2 separate regions of the Arabidopsis thaliana genome follow, and region 1 is linked to region 2. Evidence: chromatin contacts called from public capture Hi-C data. All regions are on one chromosome and are shown on one strand. Each heading gives the region's core, a stretch centred on a gene start, on an enhancer-like site or on the middle of the called end of the contact. The rest is flanking DNA. Distances are from core to core; before and after follow the strand shown. Region 1 holds the start of GA1 (Terpenoid cyclases/Protein prenyltransferases superfamily protein). Region 2 holds the start of AT4G04085 (a long non-coding RNA gene).

Region 1 (6,556 bases), core at 1,839-4,338, 240 kb before region 2:
CCTGGATACCACTATGAAACCAAGAACCCACGTACACACACACAGTAAACAACAATCCAACAAATTCATATTCAGAAAAACCAAAACTTTACAACATAATCTCGTAATTGTTTTACCTGAACAGGACGTAATGCTCTAGTCCATAGACGAATATCAGATTCTAGATTCATCCAATCAATTTCATCTTCATTTGCCTCTAATTTGAACCCAATTGAATCATCTTTCCGTGTAACATCCAAATTCAAATCCTTTCCTCCAACAATCTGCAAAACAAGTTTCCGAGTTTCTCAATTTCATTTCAGATAACGAAGAAGACCACGAAGTAGTAGAATTAGAATGACAATGTTTGCCTGAATTGGTGGTGGACGAGAGGAATTTGCAGTGGGAAGAGAAGCGGAGACGGCGTATGTACATTGACGGAAGGTGCGACGGTGAACGAAGTGGCTAACGTTCGCCGGAGAAGGAGACGGCGATGGTGCTAACTGAGCAAACATGGCTGAAAAACTCGGAAACAAAATTAAAAGAATCTAAAACCCCTTATCCCCATTACCTGGACGATGACATTTTCTGGGCTTTTTTAAAGACTCTTAGGCCCAGTTATCTTAAAGGCTTAGAAAATTCACTAATTTGTAAAATTATAGAATTGGTACAATTGGATCTTCAAAAATTAGTGCAATTTGTAAAATTTTATATATAATATATAATCATTAAATTTTCAAATACACTACTTATAGAAAATAAATCGTCATATGGTGTACTGCGAGTTAAAATCTAGTATATATATATATATATATATATATATAGATATATAGATATCTATATATCTATATATTAAACAAAGATCTCCAATAATATGTATAACAATTTTAGAAGAAAGGTGAACACCGATGATCGAAATTAGTATTTCTGAATTTATTCAAGTATAAATTAAAACACAAAATTGGTAGTTTATTTTCCATTACATATCGTTTGACATTAAATAAGGTTCATGTTTGACTAATTTGCATCAAATGCGTTTTGTTGGAATGTTCGAATTTGTGAATTTTATGTGTGGTCAAGTTAACGATCAATTATATATTATTGTCGTTATAAACCGTTATTATAACTTTTTTCTCCTGAAATTAGTTTTGCAAACTCGATCTACCACGTGTCATTTAGTGATTTGCGTTTTTCTAGAATCGTACGTAGTATTTATTTTTCATTACGTATCATTTGACATTAAATAAGGTTCATGTTTGAAAAATTTGCATAAAATGCGTTTTGTTGTAATGCTCAAATTTGTTAATTTTAAGTGTGGTCAAGTTAACGATCAACTATTTACTATTATCGTTATAAATCATTATTAGGAATTTCTTCTCTTGAAAATATGAATTTTGCAAACTTGATCTACCATATGTCATCTAGTGATTTGTCGTTTTTCCGAACTGTAGTATTTCATTACATGTCGTTTGACATTAAATGAGATTCATGTTTGGCATATTTGCATCAAATGCGTTTTGTTGGAATGTTCGAATTCGTTAATACTATGTATGGTCAAGTTAACGATCAAGTATTTATTGTTGTCGTTATAAACCGTTATTAGAAATTTTTTCTCCTGAAAATGTTAATTTTGCAAACCTAATCTACCACATGTCATTTAATGATTTATCGTTTTTCCGAACGGTAGTACTTCATTCAATAACATATTGTTTGACATTAAGTGAGATTCATGTTTGACATATTTGAGTCAAATGTAATTTATAGAAATGTTGGAATTCGTTAATTTTATTGTATGCACGTTAACGATCAATTATTTATGAGTATCGTTATAAACCGTTATCAAAAATAATTTCTCCTAAAATTGATAATTTTGCAAATTCGATCAACCATGTATCATTTAGTGATTTGTTGTTTTCCAAAACTATAGTATATCATTTCGTTATATATCACAAAATATGATAACATCTGTTGAAAGATTTTTACAGTTTACAAATACATTTCCTGATATAACTATATGTAAATTATATCATTTCGTATATATATATATATATGTTTGAATAAATAATTTAGGCATTATTTTATTTTATTTTATTTAGGCATTTGATGAGTAGCAAGACTACTGTAATTATTTTTAAAGCTATTGTCACGTAACAAAAAAAACGTCTCAACTCTATATTTGACTGGTAGTAATTCAAATTTCAAATAGTTATACATGCAATAATATAACTACACGTGTACTTTCTACTTCCTAATTTTATAAGTATGGAATCCATGAAAAACTGGAAAAAGATAGAGAGAGTCTAGAGTCTTAAGATAAGATGTAAGTAAAAGGAAGAAATCGTAAAACTCCTCTTTGAACTTGACAAACTAGGAATTACTACCAGATTGATACTGTTTTGACAAGAGATTGTAATATACCATCTACTTCTAATTCTTATCTAGACCGAGACAAATACCATTTATAAAGATTTACTGCAATATTAGTAATGTATTGTTACCTGTCCACACGACAAATATATCAATCCATGTATTTAGAGTTTCCGGTAAACAGAAACTAATTTGTTACTTAAGATTAAAACAAAATAATCTTAAACTTGACAAAAAAAGGAATCCCAAATAGATTAGTACCATATGACACTAGATAAGTACCATCCTTTTTTTTGTTTTTTACACCAAGACAAATTTATAATAATTCTATTGCAATAGTCATATATGACTTGTCACACGACAAATATTGTTTCCTAATTATCTTTTACGACCTTAAAAATTATTGTTTGTGATATGATATGATTAGAAGCCCTCGTATGTGTATGTGTGTGTGTACTTTCAAAGATATCGACCTTATGCCATTATTTTTATAAAAAAAAATCAAGTTGTAAAAGAGATATAAACAAGAGAATAGGAAATAGAAGAAAAAGCCAAATTTACCCTTCAATTCCGTAGCTTTGGAAGATCCCACAAAAACACATTCCATGCATCATATCCTTCTCTCTCTCTCTCTTCTTTCTCAAAGAGTAAAATGAAACACAATCTCTGATGTGAAGTCGGTTCTGTCCTTATAAATACCCATTAAGACTTCTCTCTCTCTCTCTTTCTCACCAAATAGTTTCATCATCTCTTCTTCACTAAATACTTAGACAGAGAAAACAGAGCTTTTTAAAGCCATGTCTCTTCAGTATCATGTTCTAAACTCCATTCCAAGTACAACCTTTCTCAGTTCTACTAAAACAACAATATCTTCTTCTTTCCTTACCATCTCAGGTGAGTCATCCTCTCTCTCTTTGTCTTGTCAGAGACATACGATCACACACTTGTTTATATAAAGTCTCAAACTTTTTTTATCTAATGAGTTTTGTAATCGAAATTCTCTTGTGGGTTTAATCATGATCCATTATTTGACTGAAATTTTTGTTTGGTCTTTTTGATTTTCCCTAGAGAACAAAACAAAAATTAGAGTGATGACTCTGTTTTTATGTTCTCTCAACACCCACGCGTGAAATATCTCTCATCATCATCTTCCTTTCGATTTTTTTTTTTTTGTTTTCTCTTTCTTCAAAGCATTATAGAATCATTAACCACTCTCCAAAATTCTCTCTGTTTTTTTTTTCTTTCCCAAAAATTCGATTTGTTTATCTTTTTTCGATATTTGGGGTTCTTTGACTCAACTACGAAATGGGTTTTTCTCTGTTTTTACCACCAAAAAGAAAAAATGTAAAATGTGTTTTGGTGTTATTAGGTCTCTGTTGATTTTTGGACAAAACAAACTTCATCATTTTTGGTTGATTTTGTTTTCGAAAGAATGTATTCCTCTAATTCGATATGCAAATGTGTATACTCTGTTTTATATTATATGATATAAAAAGTTTTTCAGTTTGAATTAATTAATTATTACAAAAGGTACGTTTAGAGAATCTAGTACTCATTAGAGAATGGATTGACCTCGTATCTTAGTATTATAATTGCCAACAAACATAAACTAATGTTTTGACGACCAAAAACTAGTTTATATTACTATATAACATAGTAAGCAAATTATTTTATTATTACTTTCTTACTCCTCTAGTCTCATTCTTTTTTGAATAGGATCTCCTCTCAATGTCGCTAGAGACAAATCCAGAAGCGGTTCCATACATTGTTCAAAGCTTCGAACTCAAGGTTCTAATTTTATTAATATTACTTATAAGTTTAATGTTTTCAAGTCTAAGTTCATCCCTTTTTATATAAGAAGCTAAAAATTATATGATTTTTGTGTGTGTGTGTGTGTGTCTAGAATACATTAATTCTCAAGAGGTTCAACATGATTTGCCTCTAATACATGAGTGGCAACAGCTTCAAGGAGAAGATGCTCCTCAGGTGATTTTTAGAATAAAATTTCTTGTCAATTAGAATTACAAAAATCCATATTATAATACTTTAATTTTCCTACATTCTTCCCTATTCTTTTTACCGTGATATAAACATTTTCCCCCGGATTCTATACTTTACATTCCATCAAAAAATAGTTCTTATGTTTTACACCGAAAGGTAACAAGACTATATATATATTCCATGCATGAAATTATACATATGCATGGTTTAATTCAAACCTTTTCATGATTGTATGTGCTGATGATAATTTTTTGCATTTAAATTATAGATTAGTGTTGGAAGTAATAGTAATGCATTCAAAGAAGCAGTGAAGAGTGTGAAAACGATCTTGAGAAACCTAACGGACGGGGAAATTACGATATCGGCTTACGATACAGCTTGGGTTGCATTGATCGATGCCGGAGATAAAACTCCGGCGTTTCCCTCCGCCGTGAAATGGATCGCCGAGAACCAACTTTCCGATGGTTCTTGGGGAGATGCGTATCTCTTCTCTTATCATGATCGTCTCATCAATACCCTTGCATGCGTCGTTGCTCTAAGATCATGGAATCTCTTTCCTCATCAATGCAACAAAGGTTATTTATTTATTTGTCTTATTTATTATTTTGAAGTACAAGAAAACAAAAAGAAAATCTTAACTTTTTGCAGAAAATCCAAACTTTTTTAGTGGTCTAAACTTTTTAACTTTATACGTTGATTATATACTATAGTTATATAAGTTAGTCTAGTTAAAACAACAATCTTCTTTTGAAGAGTTTCAATCTTTTTTATGTTTACTTTAGTAGGTATTATACATGACTTTTATACATTTATCAATGGCTACTTCAGGAATCACGTTTTTCCGGGAAAATATTGGGAAGCTAGAAGACGAAAATGATGAGCATATGCCAATCGGATTCGAAGTAGCATTCCCATCGTTGCTTGAGATAGCTCGAGGAATAAACATTGATGTACCGTACGATTCTCCGGTCTTAAAAGATATATACGCCAAGAAAGAGCTAAAGCTTACAAGGTTTGTGTGTTGGGCCAAAAAATATACATTTGAACATTCTATTTTTATATGAATATATTTCAAAGTATATATAGATGGGTCCTATGTACTTCACTCAAAGCCAAAAAAAAAGAGTTATACGATGATATATTTGCATACGTAATATACATAGACTAAGATATGAATTGATTTTGGTCGTACATGTGAGATCTTTTATAGGATACCAAAAGAGATAATGCACAAGATACCAACAACATTGTTGCATAGTTTGGAGGGGATGCGTGATTTAGATTGGGAAAAGCTCTTGAAACTTCAATCTCAAGACGGATCTTTCCTCTTCTCTCCTTCCTCTACCGCTTTTGCATTCATGCAGACCCGAGACAGTAACTGCCTCGAGTATTTGCGAAATGCCGTCAAACGTTTCAATGGAGGAGGTTTGTTAGCGAGTAACCACTTCTCCTGTTATATTGTATCTATCGAAGACATATACTCATAACTTCTAATTTTTGTTAACTATTTATTATTTTTGCTTAAATTATTCTTTTATTTTTTTAGTTCCCAATGTCTTTCCCGTGGATCTTTTCGAGCACATATGGATAGTGGATCGGTTACAACGTTTAGGGATATCGAGATACTTTGAAGAAGAGATTAAAGAGTGTCTTGACTATGTCCACAGGTTTAAAACGTTTATATGTATTAACTTTATTTGTATACCAAACTAGGGTTACTCTAATGATGATGATGATAAATATCAGATATTGGACCGACAATGGCATATGTTGGGCTAGATGTTCCCATGTCCAAGACATCGATGATACAGCCATGGCATTTAGGCTCTTAAGACAACATGGATACCAAGTGTCCGCAGGTAACAACGTAACTCATATTTTGTTTTTGGTTATTTACTTTAGCATTTAATTCCAAATGAAACGCTCATTCTTTAATTTTAGATGTATTCAAGAACTTTGAGAAAGAGGGAGAGTTTTTCTGCTTTGTGGGGCAATCAAACCAAGCAGTAACCGGTATGTTCAACCTATACCGGGCATCACAATTGGCGTTTCCAAGGGAAGAGATATTGAAAAACGCCAAAGAGTTTTCTTATAATTATCTGCTAGAAAAACGGGAGAGAGAGGAGTTGATTGATAAGTGGATTATAATGAAAGACTTACCTGGCGAGGTACGTTACATGTAATATAAGACCAAAAACACACGTTATTA
Region 2 (6,498 bases), core at 950-3,449:
CCTAATTTTTTTTTTTAAGTAATTAGAATCGATGGAGATATATTAGATAAAGAAATATTAGTAGTGAGGAATATTAATTAATTGATAAGAATTAATTCATTGTAAAGAAATTCCAACTTGAATATATATTTGATAAAAGTGCATATGTAAATAGACCATGTTGTTCAATCCAAATATAATACACATTTTTAGAAATTGCTTGTTAGAACATGATATATATACTCATCTAAAGATGGGCTTAGACCAAATTACATCTTGAGCCCAAATAAAAATCCATTTTCTGTTTTTATCTACACAAATCCACCCTAAAGATTTATCCACATCAAATATATTTTCATACATTTCTTCTGTGTTTTTTTTCTACCTTCCTAAAAGTATTAATTATGACATAATTGTTTATGCAGGCGTGAAAGGTAAAGGCTACATAGCAAAGGACATATCATTCGTGAATTCTGCAGGACCGGCCAAAGCACAGGCTGTGGCCTTTCGAAGCGGCTCTGATCACTCTGCCTTTTACCGTTGTGAGTTCGATGGTTACCAAGACACCCTTTATGTTCATTCAGCCAAACAATTTTATCGAGAATGCGATATATATGGTACAATCGATTTCATATTCGGCAATGCGGCTGTTGTGTTCCAGAATAGTAGTCTTTATGCTCGTAAACCTAATCCTGGACATAAAATTGCATTCACCGCTCAAAGCCGCAATCAGTCGGACCAGCCCACGGGTATATCTATACTTAATTGTAGAATCTTGGCCGCACCTGATTTGATCCCTGTGAAAGAAAACTTCAAGGCGTACTTAGGTCGACCATGGAGAAAATATTCTAGGACGGTTATCATAAAATCATTTATTGATGATCTTATACATCCCGCTGGATGGTTGGAGGGGAAAAAAGATTTTGCACTTGAAACTTTATATTATGGAGAGTATATGAATGAAGGGCCTGGGGCAAACATGGCAAAGCGAGTCACATGGCCTGGTTTTAGACGCATCGAAAACCAAACGGAGGCTACCCAATTCACAGTCGGTCCATTTATCGACGGTAGCACATGGCTAAATTCAACTGGCATCCCTTTTAGTCTTGGTTTCTAATCGTTAAATTTGATAATAATGAAGCAATCTGTTGTAACAATCATATATTGTATCGTAAACATTGGACTTAAACTTAAAATGTTTTTTGTCAACATTCTTGTTAAGTTTTATTGCATGCATAGTATTGGTGTAGTACTGTTTTAAAGCTGCCTTGGATTCAATGCGACATGAGTATGTAAATATAGCTATGGCTAGTCTATCGATATTGTGGCATAGCTATATTTACTTAGCCATGTGGATTCAAAGGTCGAATTACCAAGTGAGATTTTGTATATTGTGGCAGATTAATTGAGTTCTTAATTTCAGTCTGATATTTTGAGTGAATATGATAGAGAAAAATATGGTAGAATTTAAAGTATTAAACTAGTTAAATGAAAAAAATTATATTAGAATTTGGTCAAAGAAACTTATTTATTTGTCCACATGTGTAATTTAATATTTCCGATGAAATTTGTAGCCTTTACCATCTGTTTTCTAGGTTGTTCAATAATGGAAAGACTTTTACAGTGAAGCAGAAAAAGGAGAATAAGAACATGAATCCAAAGTTCGGTTTTTATATTTTTCCTCTTTATATCGTGTTGTTTTGTTTTGGAGGGTCATAATGCATGTGGAATCATCACAGAAGCGCACATGATAAGTACGACATTCCCATCCTCTCCATTATTATTATTCAACGCCACTCTTTATACTTATACATATACAAACATACATTGATATCCATTTTATACATATATCACTATATTTCTCACAAATTTTAAACAACAATATCCACATGTGATTAGCTTACTCGACGAGTAGAAATATAAGGAGTTTTCTTCGGCAAAGAAAGAAAAGCTAAGTCTTATGATTCATTCTTCAATAGTCGGGAAACAATTATTTGGCATCTGGAATGGGGACTGTTGTGCGAGGACGCACTCATGGGAATATCTTGGAGGTTGAGTCGCGATTCGAATATGCGAGAATGCCTACTATGGTAGACGGATAAGCATATCATGAAACAGAACACGGTCATGTAATGAGGGGGACAAAAATGGAAGATCATTTTAGAGTAAGAAGTAGAAGTATGGCCGTGTGATCAAACCTAAGGGTTGAATCACCATGACAATAGTACGTACATAACTATAATAATTTTCATAAAACGTTTAATTTACTTGTGTATGGACGACAAATTTTAAAATTATGTAGAATAAAAAAAGAAGGAAAAATGACGAAATCTTATATATATATATAGACATGATGTCTTCCATGCTTAATGTTTTGGCTCAAAATGCATCAATTTTTATTTTATTTTTCACTTGTTAATATTAAGGTAAAGTGTATATATCTCATTGCTAGCCTTAGCATCCTTGTTGGGTTTTGGACGTTTCTTCATGCAGACTAAACTTCTGAAAATATTCACTAATAACACTAAAGCAATGTTGTGTTAAAAAAGAAAAAAAATTGTTGTGTTAAGATTTCATTGGCTATAAATTACGTACAACTAAAATTATTAAATAAACACATATTTTTAATTTTTGTTTATATTATAAACTTAATGATGGATTATACTCGCATATGGGATTCATATATAATAGATGGCTCAGCCCGAAAGGCAATGAAACATTCCAAAAGTTTGTATTCACAAATCACAATCTATGAAAAAAGAACAATTGCATTTCCTAAAGATTGAACATGTAAACATGCTGCACAAGAAGTCAAGAAATTCATTAATGAGAATCAAATGCTTTACTATCAATAATGATTAATTGCTATAAAAAATGTGCTACAGGTAAATTAAAAGGATTTGATTGATTCTGTCTTTCATCAAATTTGTTTTATTATAAAGAAAAAGACAAATATTTGAGACCCTAATTAAAAATCTAAAACAGTTTAACTTTGAGTCTCTTGACAAATTTTTAAAGTTATAGGATGCTCGCATGCTTTCCTTTGCCGTGAGTTGGAGAAAATCAAAAGATCATCTCATTTTGTATCTCCCCATACACTTTCAGTAAATGTTTGAATGTATTCATAAATGTTTTCGGCACAAATTAAGCCAAAACCAAACTACAGTTCGACACCATGTTGTAATTTTGTCGATAACAAATTCAAACTTTCGATTATGTCTTGTTTCATTTGGCTCTCCAGACGAGGATTTACCATATTTGGAAAGAAAAGAATGCACATTGACGTCTACAAGATCACTATCCGATTGTCCAACCTCGCTCACAATTTTCTGAATACTAGGAGGTTATGGCCAAAATCCGTAATCCTTCCAAGCGCGAAACCACAACATATAATATTAATTTCGTTTTAAACGTCATTCGAACCGACGACCTCTAAGCTTTACCTATTATCTTTACCAGTTGAGATAACGATACTTGGTCTCGCTCAAATTATTAAAAATATTGTTCGAGACCATTTTGTCTATCTCCACTATCCCGAAACAAGCAAATAACTACTTCTAGTTCAATTTGTAAATATCAAATATCAAATTTGAAACAGTTTAAAGTTTGGAACTTGTGAGAATATAGAAAATTGTCTAGATAAAGTGAAGCAGTATTTACCTGTGATATAATTTGGGCCCTCGACATTTAGTATAATTTTCCGTAAATCAAGTGATTGGCTTGCCGATAAGTTATGACAATCATTGCTGTAACGCTTTTACCGTACATTATTATTCAAATAATTGTAACCTTTTCTTAGCAGAACGCATAACAATTTCTAATTAGCGATCATATATTACGGATTCGACTATAAAGAACAAAACCACTACTATAGTTCCTAATAATTGTTATAGTGGCCAGAGTTTATATAGTTCATTATAGATTCGTATTAAAAGGCTGATCACATGCACACATGTGTATGTGGAATGATTGAAATAAAGTCATGCAAGTCTCATCATCATCAATACAATCTACTCAAAAACATGTGTCCATGAATTTGTCTAGACCGGTTAATGGTTCAACGGTTGCTATGATTATTTATTTGGCATTTGTATAGCTAAAATTGGTACCTACACTATCTATATACATGACTTAAGACGCATAGATAAACAAATTGAAAATACATGATAGAACAGTAAACACTAATATATATGCCATTTGGTTAATCGAATCTTGAATCATAATAATTCATAACGTCCAAAAATTATATCGTGTGAGTAACCCCACACTTTAGAGATTCGTTCCCTCAAATTTATCTAGTAAATAATTTTGAACTGTTTTACATCCTTTATTAAAGTAATACATTGATCTCGAACACATATTATAAACGACAAATTAATCATGAAATGTGTGCTCATTTGGATAAACAAACTTATTATTTTGTTAAATAATATGATTTGAAGGCTACAATGTCTTGTTGGGAAACATAGGTTTGCCCGTCAAGATTCATGAAGGACGATTTTTAGACACAACATAAGGTTTCACTAATGAAGATGTGAAAATGGACTCATCGTTCTAAGTAAAAATGGCAAAGGAGAAGCTAGGCCCTTGCGAAAACTAACCCAACCAGGCAACCAATGTCTTCATCATCCGTATAAGCGTGTTGTCCTACACGTAACCATCCCTTGAAGAAACAGTCGACAACAAGAATCATAGACAATTGTTGTTAAACAATCTTTTGAGGTTACATAATCAATTCATGATCCTGATCCAAGCCTAGCTAGATGCATGTCGATCTTTCATTCGTTGTAGTGACGTTAATACTCAAAATCGGCATAACGTAAACAATATTTTTTTTTACCTAATTGAAAGAAAATATAATTTGAAATACATCCGTTTTGTCATTTACATACTTCACAAGCACCGAATCTTATCCAAATGTATTCAAAATAAATCCAAGAATAAAACCAGATACATAAGTAAAATGAATCTTTAGTCATAACTTAGATTTGCGAATGGGCTTCCATCTCCCAAACGAGTCGAAACAAGCACAAGTACGGACAATAACTTATTTTCAATATTTTCCACAAACCCCTCAATTATTTCTTTATTCTAATTTTGGACAAAAACTATTCAAATTAGTCATTTTTTTGAAGTTACATCTTTTTCCTTCTGACAATCCAAAAATCACACAAAAAAAAATTAGTCGAAAAACTTTTTAACTAGTCACAGAGCGAGGAGAGAGAGAGAGAACCTTTTTTTTCCTCTATAAAAAGCTGAGCCACTTCCTCTGTTTCCCACAAAGCAGCTTCTGCAACCTATTCGTTGGTTGGTTAATAGAAGCTCTCTTTCTCTGTCTGTCTTTCTCTCTCAGAGAAATGGCTCTTCTTCTAGTTTCTTCTTCCTCCTCCTATGCCCTCAGAGTCACCATTTTCTTGTCTTTCTTCTTCTTTCTCTGCAATGGCTTCTCTTACCCTACTACTTCTTCTCTTTTCAACACCCATCACCATCGTCACCACTTGGCCAAGCACAACTACAAAGATGCTCTCACTAAATCAATCCTCTTCTTTGAAGGCCAAAGGTCAGGGAAACTTCCTTCTAACCAGAGAATGAGTTGGAGAAGAGACTCTGGTCTCTCTGATGGCTCTGCTCTTCATGTAATTCACCTCAACTTTTCCTCACTCTCTTCTTCTCTTTTTATGAAATATATGAAATGGGTTTCGTTGGTTAATGAGAGATCTCAACAATGTAGGTTAAGTGTTGTATCAATATCGCCAAAAGATTCAACCTTTTTACATAACTCTACTGCATCAAAAAACAGAGGATAAAATTAGGGTTTTTGTTTTTTCCCCCTTTTTTCTAAAATCCCTAATTTTAACAAAATGGGCTTGCTTAGAAAGCTATAGATCTCAAGATTCTCAACAATGTAGGTTAAATTCTGTATCAATATCGTCAAAAGATCAAATCTTTATTAGTTGTTTTCTTTCCCCTCTTTCCAAAAAATCTCTAATTTGTGTGTTTTGTTGATTAGGTGGATTTGGTTGGAGGGTACTATGATGCAGGAGACAATATCAAATTTGGTTTCCCAATGGCATTCACAACCACAATGCTTTCATGGAGTGTAATTGAATTCGGTGGACTCATGAAATCTGAATTACAAAACGCTAAAATAGCGATTCGTTGGGCTACTGATTATCTCCTCAAAGCCACTTCACAACCTGACACAATCTATGTTCAAGTTGGTGATGCTAATAAAGACCATTCTTGTTGGGAAAGACCTGAAGACATGGATACTGTAAGAAGTGTGTTTAAAGTTGACAAGAACATTCCTGGTTCTGATGTCGCCGCTGAAACCGCCGCTGCTCTAGCCGCCGCCGCCATTGTATTCAGAAAATCTGATCCTTCTTACTCCAAAGTCCTCCTCAAACGAGCCATCAGTGTATAACATTTTTTTGTCATACTTTAATAATTTTGTGACATAAAAAATTTCTTCAACTGATTTTTTTTTTGTGTTTTTAAGGTTTTTGCATTTGCGGACAA

What was found. Capture Hi-C pulls out chosen DNA fragments and counts their contacts.
Region 1: a capture Hi-C map of seedling shows a contact between it and region 2, with 2.2 times the contacts expected there. The contact joins the promoter of GA1 here to the promoter of AT4G04085 in region 2. A contact is called at or near these places in 3 of 26 Hi-C or Micro-C datasets (root, seed embryo and seedling) and 2 of 3 other capture datasets (root and seedling).

Annotation. Positions count from the first base shown.
Region 1 is chr4:1,241,354-1,247,909 of TAIR10.1, reverse strand. It overlaps GA1 (Terpenoid cyclases/Protein prenyltransferases superfamily protein), which reads left to right and starts at 3,088. Exons shown (of 15, transcript NM_116512.2): 1 at 3,088-3,240; 2 at 4,063-4,134; 3 at 4,250-4,332; 4 at 4,616-4,922; 5 at 5,176-5,359; 6 at 5,558-5,772; 7 at 5,894-6,014; 8 at 6,094-6,206; 9 at 6,289-6,515. The coding sequence starts at 3,144. It overlaps EMB3129 (GTP-binding family protein), which reads right to left and starts at 583. Exons shown (of 9, transcript NM_116513.5): 1 at 351-583; 2 at 117-263; 3 at 1-11. The coding sequence starts at 494.
Region 2 is chr4:1,003,964-1,010,461 of TAIR10.1, reverse strand. It overlaps AT4G04085 (a long non-coding RNA gene), which reads right to left and starts at 2,199. Exons shown (of 1, transcript NR_141775.1): 1 at 1,629-2,199. It overlaps AT4G02300 (Plant invertase/pectin methylesterase inhibitor superfamily), which reads left to right. Exons shown (of 3, transcript NM_116463.2): 3 at 405-1,161. The coding sequence ends at 1,096. GH9B13 (glycosyl hydrolase 9B13) reads left to right here and starts at 5,157. Exons shown (of 7, transcript NM_116462.4): 1 at 5,157-5,615; 2 at 5,990-6,397; 3 at 6,479-6,498. The coding sequence starts at 5,337.